2 separate regions of the Mus musculus genome follow, and region 2 is linked to region 1. A link is a contact called in public Micro-C data. All regions are on one chromosome and are shown on one strand. The core of a region is the stretch at or near the end of the contact, and the rest is flanking DNA. Distances in the headings are between cores, read along the strand shown.

What was found. Hi-C and Micro-C count contacts between places; a contact is called where the count stands out from the background.
Region 2: a contact with region 1 is called in a Micro-C map of stem cell-derived neurons, with 2.3 times the contacts expected there. The contact joins two enhancer-like sites. A contact is called at or near these places in 2 of 15 datasets of contacts at CTCF or cohesin (the NIH/3T3 cell line and large pre-B cells), 4 of 484 Hi-C or Micro-C datasets (bone marrow-derived macrophages, forebrain, granulosa cells and 1 more), 12 of 115 datasets of contacts at active chromatin or transcription factors (the HPC-7 cell line, bone marrow-derived macrophages, double positive thymocytes and 6 more) and 3 of 9 other capture datasets (adipose tissue, liver and pancreatic islet).

Annotation. Positions count from the first base shown.
Region 1 is chr11:5,998,508-6,003,822 of GRCm38.p6, reverse strand. It overlaps Camk2b (calcium/calmodulin-dependent protein kinase II, beta), which reads left to right. Exons shown (of 21, transcript NM_007595.5): 4 at 2,431-2,485. Among named protein-coding and RNA genes, the nearest start is that of Ykt6, 45 kb to the right of the region's middle. Within about 2 kb of position 3,327, at least 259 of the 459 cell types and tissues checked have an H3K27ac peak or open chromatin away from gene starts, as enhancers often do. A contact at or near this core is called in the HPC-7 cell line, double positive thymocytes, granulosa cells and 1 more, where this site is marked.
Region 2 is chr11:6,152,026-6,157,340 of GRCm38.p6, reverse strand. All of the region lies in intron 2 of Nudcd3 (NudC domain containing 3), which reads left to right. Among named protein-coding and RNA genes, the nearest start is that of Nudcd3, 46 kb to the left of the region's middle. Within about 2 kb of position 2,925, at least 100 of the 459 cell types and tissues checked have an H3K27ac peak or open chromatin away from gene starts, as enhancers often do. A contact at or near this core is called in the HPC-7 cell line, double positive thymocytes, granulosa cells and 1 more, where this site is marked.

The sequences.
Region 1 (5,315 bases), core at 2,078-4,577:
AGCTGTGGTGGACCTACCCACCTTATACAGAGGTGGTGACCTCTGTATACCAGCCCACAAAGTGCCATTTACTTTGTGTCCTTAAATAGATTTTGTCACAATTCTGTCATGTTTTCCTTAGCCTTTTCTGTGAACTCGCAAGTCTGATGTGCTGGTTAAGGTTTCTTTGAAGCCATTAAAATAAGCACCTGTTTTTAAAATGGTGTCCACATCCCTACTACCTTAATTCCACATAAACAGAACCCCATAGTTCCTTCTGTGGGAGGAAACTGAGTCTTAGAGAGGAAATGGGACACATCTCTTTGGTCAGGATGAGCCAAGTCTCTTTGGTCTCTAGGTAGGTGGGTGAGGACAGGCATCCTCCAGCAATCCTTCCTGGATACCCTAGGGGGCGATGGGGTAACTCCAAGGACTAGTTAGGCCTTCTTGGAGCACTGCCTTCAGGGGTAGATGAAAGAAGGCCCCCCTGGGACTGCTGGGACCCTTGTCTACTCAGAGTGGCATGTCCCAGAGGGAAGGCAGCTGGGTCATCTCAGACAGGTCACCCTGATTGGCCGCCCCCAGGAGGAAGGAGCCAGAAGAATGTGTCCTGGCTCAGCCTTGGGGTTTTGTTGGCAGCTCCTAGAAGGAGGCTGCCAGCAGGCACCAGGGCCTCAACACAGATCAGCCTGGACAGAGTGGAGGCCCAGGTAGAAATAGAGTCTAGGGGGCCAAGTAGAACAGATTTGTCCTCACTAAGAGGCTCTGATAGCACCAGAGAGATAACCAGGATGTGGGTCCCAGAGGATGGGTTGGGGAAGGCCTGGAAAGCTATGCTAGTGAGCTTAGAGCCAGGAAATAGAGGAGAAATGTAAGGACCTGCGTCCATAGTGGCTGCTTCCAGGCCTCTGCCATGGGTTTCAGAAAACACCCCATGTCCCTAAGTGGCCTCAGACTCTGAGCCTCAGTCATCTGGTGTTTGTTATACCACAGTGACAACAGTGACAGACATAGGGCTGTGGCTCAGGGATTGCTCACTGCTTCACATAGGAGCACAATTTACAGCACCCTACAGACAGGGGGTTCTTCCATCTTACAGAGCTGCAGACTGGGCTCAGGTAAGTGGGGTGTCCTTCCCAATTCACACGGCTACTGTGGTGGCCACAGCAGGTATCCCATTTCCTCTCTCTATTGAGGGCCTGGGGCCTGGCGTGCTAAAGGTATACATGAGGTGAAATGCATCATGGGATTAAGGCGCCTGGAAACCAAGTTGGGGCACAGGACAGATCGGAGTTCCTAGGCATAAGGATACTATCAGAATGGCGCCTGGGAAGTCTAGTGCCAGGAAGGAGGGTGCCAGCAGCTAGCTAGAAACTAGGACAGAGAGGAGGGTGCCAGGAGCAGGAATTGTGTGGGCTGTTTCTGCCTGAGGTCCTGGAGTCCTGTGGGACCAGGGAGAAGGTAGCTGCTCTTCACTCTCCAGCCTCGTGGCCCAGTCTTGGGTGGTGGAATACAGCAAGAACTTAAGCTCCCAAGAGCACCAGGGCCAGGACTAGTCCAGCACACTCGCTGGAGCCAGACCCCTGCTCCCACAGACTCACTGTAGGCTGTGTGCCCTCTGCTGCTTGGCAACCTCTCTGTGCCGATCCCTTTTCTGCAGCCTGCAGGGGTGGTTGGTGAGCAAGGTGCTCAGAACAGCCCTGGCATGCATTGCTGTTCTAGCAAAGGGCAGGATCTGCAGGTGGGAGAGCAGGGCCCAGAGTGACTCATTCCTAGAAAATCTTTACTGCTTGGTGCAGAGTGCAGCCCCAAGCCGAGACCTGGCAGCTCCCTCCCACCATCGCCATCATTCCTCAGAGCCCATCAGCCCCAGCCCAGGCCAGACAGGACTGAATACAAGTTCAGCAACTGGTGTGGTAATAGGGCCAGAGAGAGGGAAACTGTCTGAGCCTCTGAAATATACCTCACCTGGTAATCTTTCTCAGTGGAGGCCCTGTCCTGCTGAGGACAGGAAAATCGGTTTGTTTCTTGCAGAAACCTCTCCCTTGAAGACATGGCTCCTGTTAGGGCTCAGCAGTGAGCCTTTGCTGTGTTTCCCGATGGTAGGGGAAATAGGAGAACAGAAAGGGGCCAGTGGAAGGGCAAGGTGCTGCCTAGACCTCCATGGTGCTCCCTCAGGGCTCCATGGTGCTCCCTCAGGGCTCTATGGTGCTCCCTCAGGGCTCCGTGATGCTCCCTCAGGCTCAGCATGCAGCACCTCAAGTCAGCTCATATCTTCCCCCAGACCCAGGCAGCCATCTTGTCTTGGGGGAGACCCTGTGGGCCACAGAGACAAGTTCCCTGCCCCAGGCGTGCAGCACGGGTGCTGGGTGGGCCCTGACAGGGTGGCGGTGGGCAGTAGGGAATATCCTGGGCTACCTCCTGCTCCTCACGACTTCTCTGTCCCTGCAGTACGCCTCCATGACAGCATCTCTGAAGAGGGCTTCCACTACCTGGTCTTCGATCTGTAAGTGCCAAATCCAAGGACCCTCACCTTTCTTTCACTCCCAGCATGGGGCCCACAGCCTCTTCAGATTCAGGAGCAGGCCTGTCCCCACATCAGGACACTCCGAGTGCACCTCTGCAGGGGTCACCTCATTCCCAGCCACACGCAGCCTAGCCAGCGCTGATATGGCTGTGCATGGGTTTTTACCCAGTCTGAGTGTGACATGCTGAGGACGCCAACTCTGCAGAAAACCTGTCGGTTGGGACAGTGGAGGGAAGACCAGGGAGAGCAGCCATTCACTTCCCTCCATTCTGAGGCCTGCCATGCTGGGTTGGGGGCGCAGCTAGCTGATGTGAGCATGCGTGTTTGTAAGTGAGGGTGGAAGGATGCATGTGCATGCATATGTGTAGAGCTTAGAGCAAGCACAGAGATGCTTTGTGTAAAGTCCATGAGTGTACATGCATGTCTGTTTTCGAAGTGTGATTGGGTATGTTTTGGAGATACAGGCCTCTGTGTGTGTGTGTGTGTGTGTGTGTGTGTGTGTGTGTGTGTGTGTGCTTGCATGAGTGTGTGTGTGTGCTTGCATGAGTGTGTGTGTGTGCAGTAGCTGAGTGAGAAGGCGTTCGGGGCCAACTCCGCCTCTCACTTCCTGCCGGATTTAGAAGCGATGATCTCATCTCCCTTTACTCTTGGCAGCCCCTGCTAAGCAGCACTATATTTAGCTGTCTGTGAATCAGGGCTGCTGCAGGACCCTGGGCTGGGTGGGGGCCCAGGGGCTTTGGCTTGTCCTGGTGGCCTCCAGACTGCACAGCCAGGGAAACCTGGCTCTGGTACCGTTACCATGGTTACCCCATGCCCTCTGGCTGCCCTTGAGCAACAGGCTGAATGGGAACAGGAGGAGCCTTCCTAGGGCCACCTCTTAGCCCTTCCTCCCTCAAACAGCCTGACAGATGTCTGGGCCGTTGGGCATGCAGGCCTTAGCATCCTCTGCCTTGTAGCATCTTCCGGTGAAGAGCTAGGCTGCCCCTGCATGGGGTTTGTTTACTTCTCAGCTACCCCTGTGTGAGCCACAAGACCCTGCCTAGAGTGATCTGCTAGATAACAGGCTGCAGTCTGATTGAATCTGGGCTGAGACACCAGTCCTGTGGCTTGAGGTGGGGTGGGCTCTCTTTCCCCCTGTGTGCCCCAAAATCACCTTTACCACCCTTCTTCTCAAGAAACAGAGGTCTGTGGGCTGAGGGTGGTCATGATGACCAGTGGATGGCTGCACTTGTTTCAGGAGCCAAGAAGGAAAGAGAGGGTGGGGGAGGGAGGGATGTGTATATGTGACACATTTATCTCTCAGACCTCTCAGCACATGCCAGGCAGACAGCTGCAGGGAGAGACTGAGGAGGTGGGTCTGGACAGAAGGTCTAAATATCCTCCCCCCATACCTCCAGAGCCTCCAGGGTTGCAGGTTCTGAGGTGGTTTGGTAGCCCCCCAGTAGGCCTCAAGGCCTTGTCAGCTGAGAGCCCTGCAGGTTTGGGGAGGTGGCCGATACACACCATGGAAGTTACAGAGCAGAGCTTGCAACAGTGACCGCGCATGGCATCCAGCTCAGTAGAGGCCCAGCTTCCTGTCCCGTGACTCTGGACCAAGAGATGACCCTGGTGCCCACACACCAAAGCATCAGTGCCTGAACACATGCAGTAACTCAGGGAGCCTTGCCCTGGCACAGATCTGGCAAACCAAGGCTATCCTTTGAACTACAGTTTTGCACCAAGATACATTGGCCTTACACCATTTTTTCTGCCCAGACTTGAGTTTTCAAAGCCTGGTTCAAGAATTTTGTGTCAAGACTCAAACTGTCGATCACACAGCACTGGGGATAACAGCCCCTTACATGGGCTACTGCTGGACAGACTCTCCTGGTCCACATATGTGCAAACCACACATTTACAGTGTTGCTTTGCCATGGGCATTTGATGTATGGACAGAGACAAAGGGCAGGAGGGTGTGTGGGCAGAGTACACTACCTATGTTGTCTATGGTTTCATGGGGACAGGAATTCAAGTCTTTCAAGCCCTCAGCCCACCATGGAGGCCAGATACAGGCACTAAATCCACTCTGTGATGGCCCAGATCTGGCTCAAGAGAGCAGAGCATTGAATAGGGGGAGCCAGATAGTCTCAGACCTAGGATTAAGGTTCACAAAGCTGGGTGTAACCCTGGGAAGCCCTGGCTCTGCAAACTCATGTGCTTACGTGTGAAGCCCACTTAGGTGTAAAGAAACTCAGTTTTCTCGGGAAACAGGTGTGAAGAAGGAAGCATTCCATGATGGTGAACGAGTATGCCTTTGATAAGTTGTCACTATTGGGGTGTGTGTGTAAGGATGGAGATGATGGTAATGATGGTATGGTGATGGAATGGTGATGGTAGTCATGGTGGTGAGATGGTAGCAGCGATGACAATGGTGAAGGTAACAGTAGCATTGGTGGCAGTAGCAATGATGAGGTGTTAGTGATGATGGCAGCTATGGTGATGGTCATGGTGATATAATGAAGATGGCATGAGAACAGTGATGGAGGAAGTGGTGACGGTGATGGTGATGACTGTGGTGACCATGGTGACAGTGATGGTGATGACTGTGGTGGTCATGGTGACAGTGATGGTGGTGGCTATGGTGGCCATGGTGACAGTGATGGCGATGACTGTGGTGGTCATGATGATGGTGGTGACTGTGGTGGTCATGGTGGTGGTGATGGTGATGACTGTGGTAGTCATGGTGACAGTGATGGTGGTGGCTATGGTGGTCATGGTGACAGTGATGGCAATGACTGTGGTGGTCATGGTGGCAGTGGTGGTAATTAAT
Region 2 (5,315 bases), core at 1,676-4,175, 150 kb before region 1:
GGCAGGTGTTCTGGGCTGGCCCGAGCACTGACCGAGTCTTATCAGCCACCTGCCCGTGTATAGCGTTGGAAGAATGGTGCAGACATGTTGCTTTCATCACTGCTCACAGAGGATGGCTTGCTGGCTTCACCTTCTTTAGTATCTAGACTTTATTAATTGTAGTTCCCACAGAGCATTTATTAGTGACTTTTAGAATGACTTATGCTCTGTCACTAAGATTGCTGATGATTTGGAAGCTTAATAGCTTTCAAGAGAATACAACATACATTATATTAGAATGTGTCACGTGGTGTTTGAGCACACAAGAAACTGGTTTTGGAAATGGTGTTGCTACCCTCTGATTCAGACCCAATATTTTTATGTCTAGTATCCTCTGAGAAGACCCTTACTGACTGGCTCCCCTAATGCTGAGACAGAAAAATGAGCAGTCAGCCCAGGAGTGAAAACGCTGCCGTCTCATGAATATCCAAACGGTGACCTGTTGCCAACTGGCCAGTGTTCCTATGGAAGGGAGCAGCTGGACAGTCAGCCACGAGAGGAAACTCAGTTAGGACTCCACCTCAGCTTCCTCAGTCAGTTTCTATTGGATGTTGTGAGCACCCAACATTGCTCTCTGTTCTTTTACTTGGAAACCTCACCCAGAAGGGCACTCTGCTCTGCTCTGCATGCTATTCTTGATGGGGCGCTCCATCAGGCTGCTTTGGTGGGGCTTTCTCTGTGACTTTCTGCTGGATATTTGTAAGCCTCCGACTTGATGGCAGTATTTTCCTGTTATTATTTGGTCTTTTACTTGGAAGCCTCTCTCTGCTCTGCCCAAGACTCTATTGGGAACTCCAGGTGGCTGCCTTTAATTTCTGCTAGGTGTCTGAGTTCCCAGCTAATTTCTGCTGAGTGTTTGAGAATCTGATTTGATGGTGTTTTTCTGTTTTGTCTACCTACCTACCTACCTATCTATCTATCCATTTCTTTCACTTTTCCTTTACTTGGACTTGCTGTAAACTTAATAAATACATTATCCAAACCTAAACTATTCCTATTGCTAAGAATAGTCCATTTTCTGAAACATCTGAAAAGGAGCCCAGAACAGACTCTTCTTCCTTTGTAAAATGTGTTTTTATTTTATGTGTGTGTGCGTTTTGCCTGCAAGTGTGTCTGCTACTGGCATGCCTGATGCCTGTGGAGGTAAAAGAAGTTGTCAGATTCTTTGGACCTAGAGTGATGGATAGTTTTGGGTGCTGGGAATTGAATGCAGGTCCTCTAGAAGGGAAGGGCACAACGCAGGGTTAGAGCCTGGCAGGCCGAGAGTGTGAAGCTCCAGAACAGGACAGTGAATGAGCCATTTTTCTAACCATGGCTGTTTTATAAAGGGTCAGCAATAAAGAATCCAGAAGAAAAGTGACTGCATCTCCACCAGTTGGGAAGGACTTAGGTAAATCCTAGGTTGAAACTGAGCACTGCCAGGGAGGAGCTGACAAGAGAAGGAAGGATCCTTTATAGAAGGAGAATGGGAAATGAGGACTCTAATAACTAACTGAATATCTTTAATACCTCGCTGAAGTCACAGCTCAGAAAGATGTTGAGGAAAGAGAGGGGGGTGGGGAACAAAGTTGTAGAGAATGGCTACCTTCTGCTTAATACCTGTGGCATGTCCATCCACAGATGTGCCCCACATATGCACATAAGTATTGTGTGTGTGTGCATACACTTTGTCTCAGCCTATTCAGGCTGGTATAACAAAATGCCATAGACTGGTTGGTTTATAACAAGAATCTGTTTCTGAGTTTCAGATGCTAGAAGTTTACTGTCCAGTCATTGGTAGGTTCAGTGTTTGATGTGCATGCTCCTCACACACAATTTTTTCTATGTCTTCACATGGTGAAAAAGTAAAGGGTCCCTTTAAGGGCCTTTTAATAAGGACATTAGTCATCTCATCACATCCCTTTCACCAGCCTTTCTAAACCCCTCTTTCTGAAGCTGTCATGGTGACTGGACACATGAAGTTTGGAAGGACATAGATTTTTCAGACCATAGCACATACATGTTCTCTCTTCTGATGACCAAATGGACAGTACAGCCATAGGAGTGTGGTGAGGTCTGATTCATCATATCTGGGTTGACTGAGACTGGCAAGGATGGTGGACATTGTCACCCAAGCATAGGGTCAGTGAACTTTGATCACATTATGCAGGATCACGGTAATTGTTTATAGGGTGGACAGTATTAATCTCAAGAGGAGCAAAGAATGGCTCTGCCTACTTAGGGAGAGGGATGGCCTAGCAGCTCCGAGCTCCACTTCTGCTCTGTTGTGACCTTGGGAAGCCAGTCCCCCAGCTCCCTCCCATCATGTAGCAAATGCCTCCAGTATTCATCCTTTCTTGGGAAAGAAATGAGGGCAGTGCATATAACCCATTGAGTTTGGGATCCTATCTTGCACAGAAACCCCTGGGTTAAGGGTTTAGTCTCCTTTACTTACTTACTAGTAGAATATGTTCTACGAGCTGCTCTAAACCCCAGCTTGTCTGAACCTTTGTCTGTTTGTCTGTTTGTTTCTAGACAAACTGGAGGAGAAGCTTGAGGTTAGTTCAGTGACAGCTCAGCCCCTAGCATTGGAAAGCGGCAAACAGAAGGACAGAGGTCCTTTTGGTTTAAGAGATGGCTTCAAGCTGACAAAGTAGGTTGGGCTCCTGGCCAGGCTTGCTCCTATTCCCTGAGACAGTGATAGTTCCTCGTGACATTACCAGCCACACTCATTCACTGCAGGTGGTTCTAGTTTCCTGGCTTGCCCCACTTTGTGGTGCCTAGGCCTGTGGGAACTGTTTAGCAGTCAAAACTGTTGTGTCTACAAGGAGAGTTAGAGCTTGTGGTCCACAATGCCCAGCAGGATTCGGAGGCTGTGTTCTCTCTTTGTCAAGAGCTTTCTTGTCCCGTGCTCATCAGGAACAGAGTGGGAGCTCAGTGAGACTTGCTTGCTGACTCACTGGCTCACTCCCACCCTGATGCTGGAGCTCTGCTGCTCATCCCCCCCACCCCCCACCTCCTGCTGCAGGCCCACAGCTGCAGGGGTGGCCTTGGATTTGCTGGGTGGGGCTCAGAGCCACCTGCACTTGACAGGACACATTTTTACATACTGTTGGCTGGAAATAATCAACTTTATTTAAAGAGAATGTGGATTCAGAGTGCTATAAAAAGCAACCAGCAACCTGCTAGGGCTGTTTTAGGAGCAATTTTCCTGCCTGCTGAGAGGCCCATGCTAGGGGACTTGGGGGTCTATGCTGGAAGGACATAGTAGAAAGATAGACTAGCAGGTCCCAGGCAATAAATAGCCCCTAATGGGCATGCAGAGCTCGAGAACCTGGTAAGGGGTCAGGCAGAGAGACTTGCAGCCTTTGTCCTGAGGAATTGAGTTCATATGCCATACTGATCTTTGCATGAGGAGCCGATATGTATGTAAGAGCCGCTATCCAAGGCCTTTTTCCTATTACAGGCTTCTTTGTTCTTAGTCTCTGATCTCTTAGTCAAGTGCTAGGGCTATTTTGGTTTTAATTTCATGTGGGAAGGTATGTATATTTTCATATTCTTTTAAAAATATTTATTTTATGTGCACTAGTGTTTTGCCTTTGTAAAGGCACCATGTACTGCAGTGGTCAGAAGAGCAAGTTGGATTCCATAGAACTGGAGTCACAGGTGGCTATGAACCACGATATGGTACCAGCTCTCTCTTGTCTTCATAGTTTTGTCTATTTTAACATGGTAATATTGATAGGGTTCTCAGTGGAGAGGGATCTCTTTCTCCCTACTTACCAACTGTAGAGGTAGCCACTGTTACCCTGTTGTTGTTGCTGTTTTAATTTTCATAGATACCACTCCATATTCATGTGTGCCCATGACCAGTGTGAGCCTTGTACTACCAATGGGTTTCCCATGGGAGGGCCCAGTGGAAGATTGGTGGCTGGCCGGCCTGCACCGTTGGCTGCACTTGTTTCTTTGTACTCCATTTCAGGGCACTTTAGGGACTGGAACCCCGGGGCCACAGGTACATTGTCACTCCTGTCTGTGTTTGTATAAGTAGTTGCTATTCTCTTGGCTGAAATGTTTGCATATTGTAGGGAATTTGGATATTACCTAAGGAAGCAAAGAGGTCAGATCCTCTCTTACCACAAAAATCAAACCTGCTTATGCATGTATGCTCATTTCCTCTTCATAAAAACCGAGGCAATACCATATATAGAAGTTATATATCCCTTTCAACCTCTTCGGTTTTTTGTTGTTGCTGTGTTGAAAGGTTTTTCCATACCACTAGTCTAATTGAAATACTTGACTGTTCTATGTTTTCCTTGTTTTGGTGCCTTTCTCTTGCTGTCTTTTGTCAAGTCATCAGGCCAGGCGTCCTCTGTGGCTTTCAGTGCCTGTGTTCCCTGTGCTGCACAGTGCCTCCCCTCAGGTACTCGCCCAGTTTGTGTCCATGCTGATTGCTCACTGCCTGATCTTCTCAGTATTGAGTGCTGAGGTTTTAAATTGCCTCTGATGGAAGCGAATTTCTTAGCCATCTTGCTTGTGCAGTCACATCAAAGCTTAAACAACAGATACCTGAGATGAGGTGTGGGCTGGCTCTCACTCCTGAAGCTATATGGAAGAAGGATCCTTCTGGCCCACAGTTCTTGTTCCATCATTCTGATCTCTGCCTGTTCTCATTGTCGCCTTTACATCCTTTTCCTAGATAAGTGTGTGTTCAAAGTTTCCACTTGAAGATCAATGGTCATAGTGGGTGAGGGCCCACCTTAATTGACCTGATTATAACTGACTCAAGGATATAATTTGGTAGAACACAAATTACCTTCAGCAGCCTTCTCTTATCCAGCCCTCAGATTTCAGGCCATGTTGGAGGCCCAGTCTCTTAAATATAGGACACAAAAGTACACATACCATGGGTAAAAGTATTCTTTTTTAATTCTTTTTTTTTTTTAAGATTTTATTTATTATTATATGTAAGCACACTGTAGCTGTCTTCAGACACTCCAGAAGAAGGCGTCAGATCTCACTACGGATGGTTGTGAGCCACCATGTGGTTGCTGGGATTTGAACTCAGGACCTTCGGAAGAGCAGTCAGTGCTCTTAACCGCTTAGCCATCACACCAGCCCCAGTATTCTTTTTTAAAAGTGATTTTAAAAATTTTTATGTTATGTGCATTGGTGTTTGCCTGCATATATATATCTGTGTGAGGGTGTTGAATCCCTTGGAACTGTTGTTATAAGCAGTTGTGAGCTGCCATGTTGATGCTGGGAATTGAACCCAGGACCTCTGGAAAAGCAGCCAG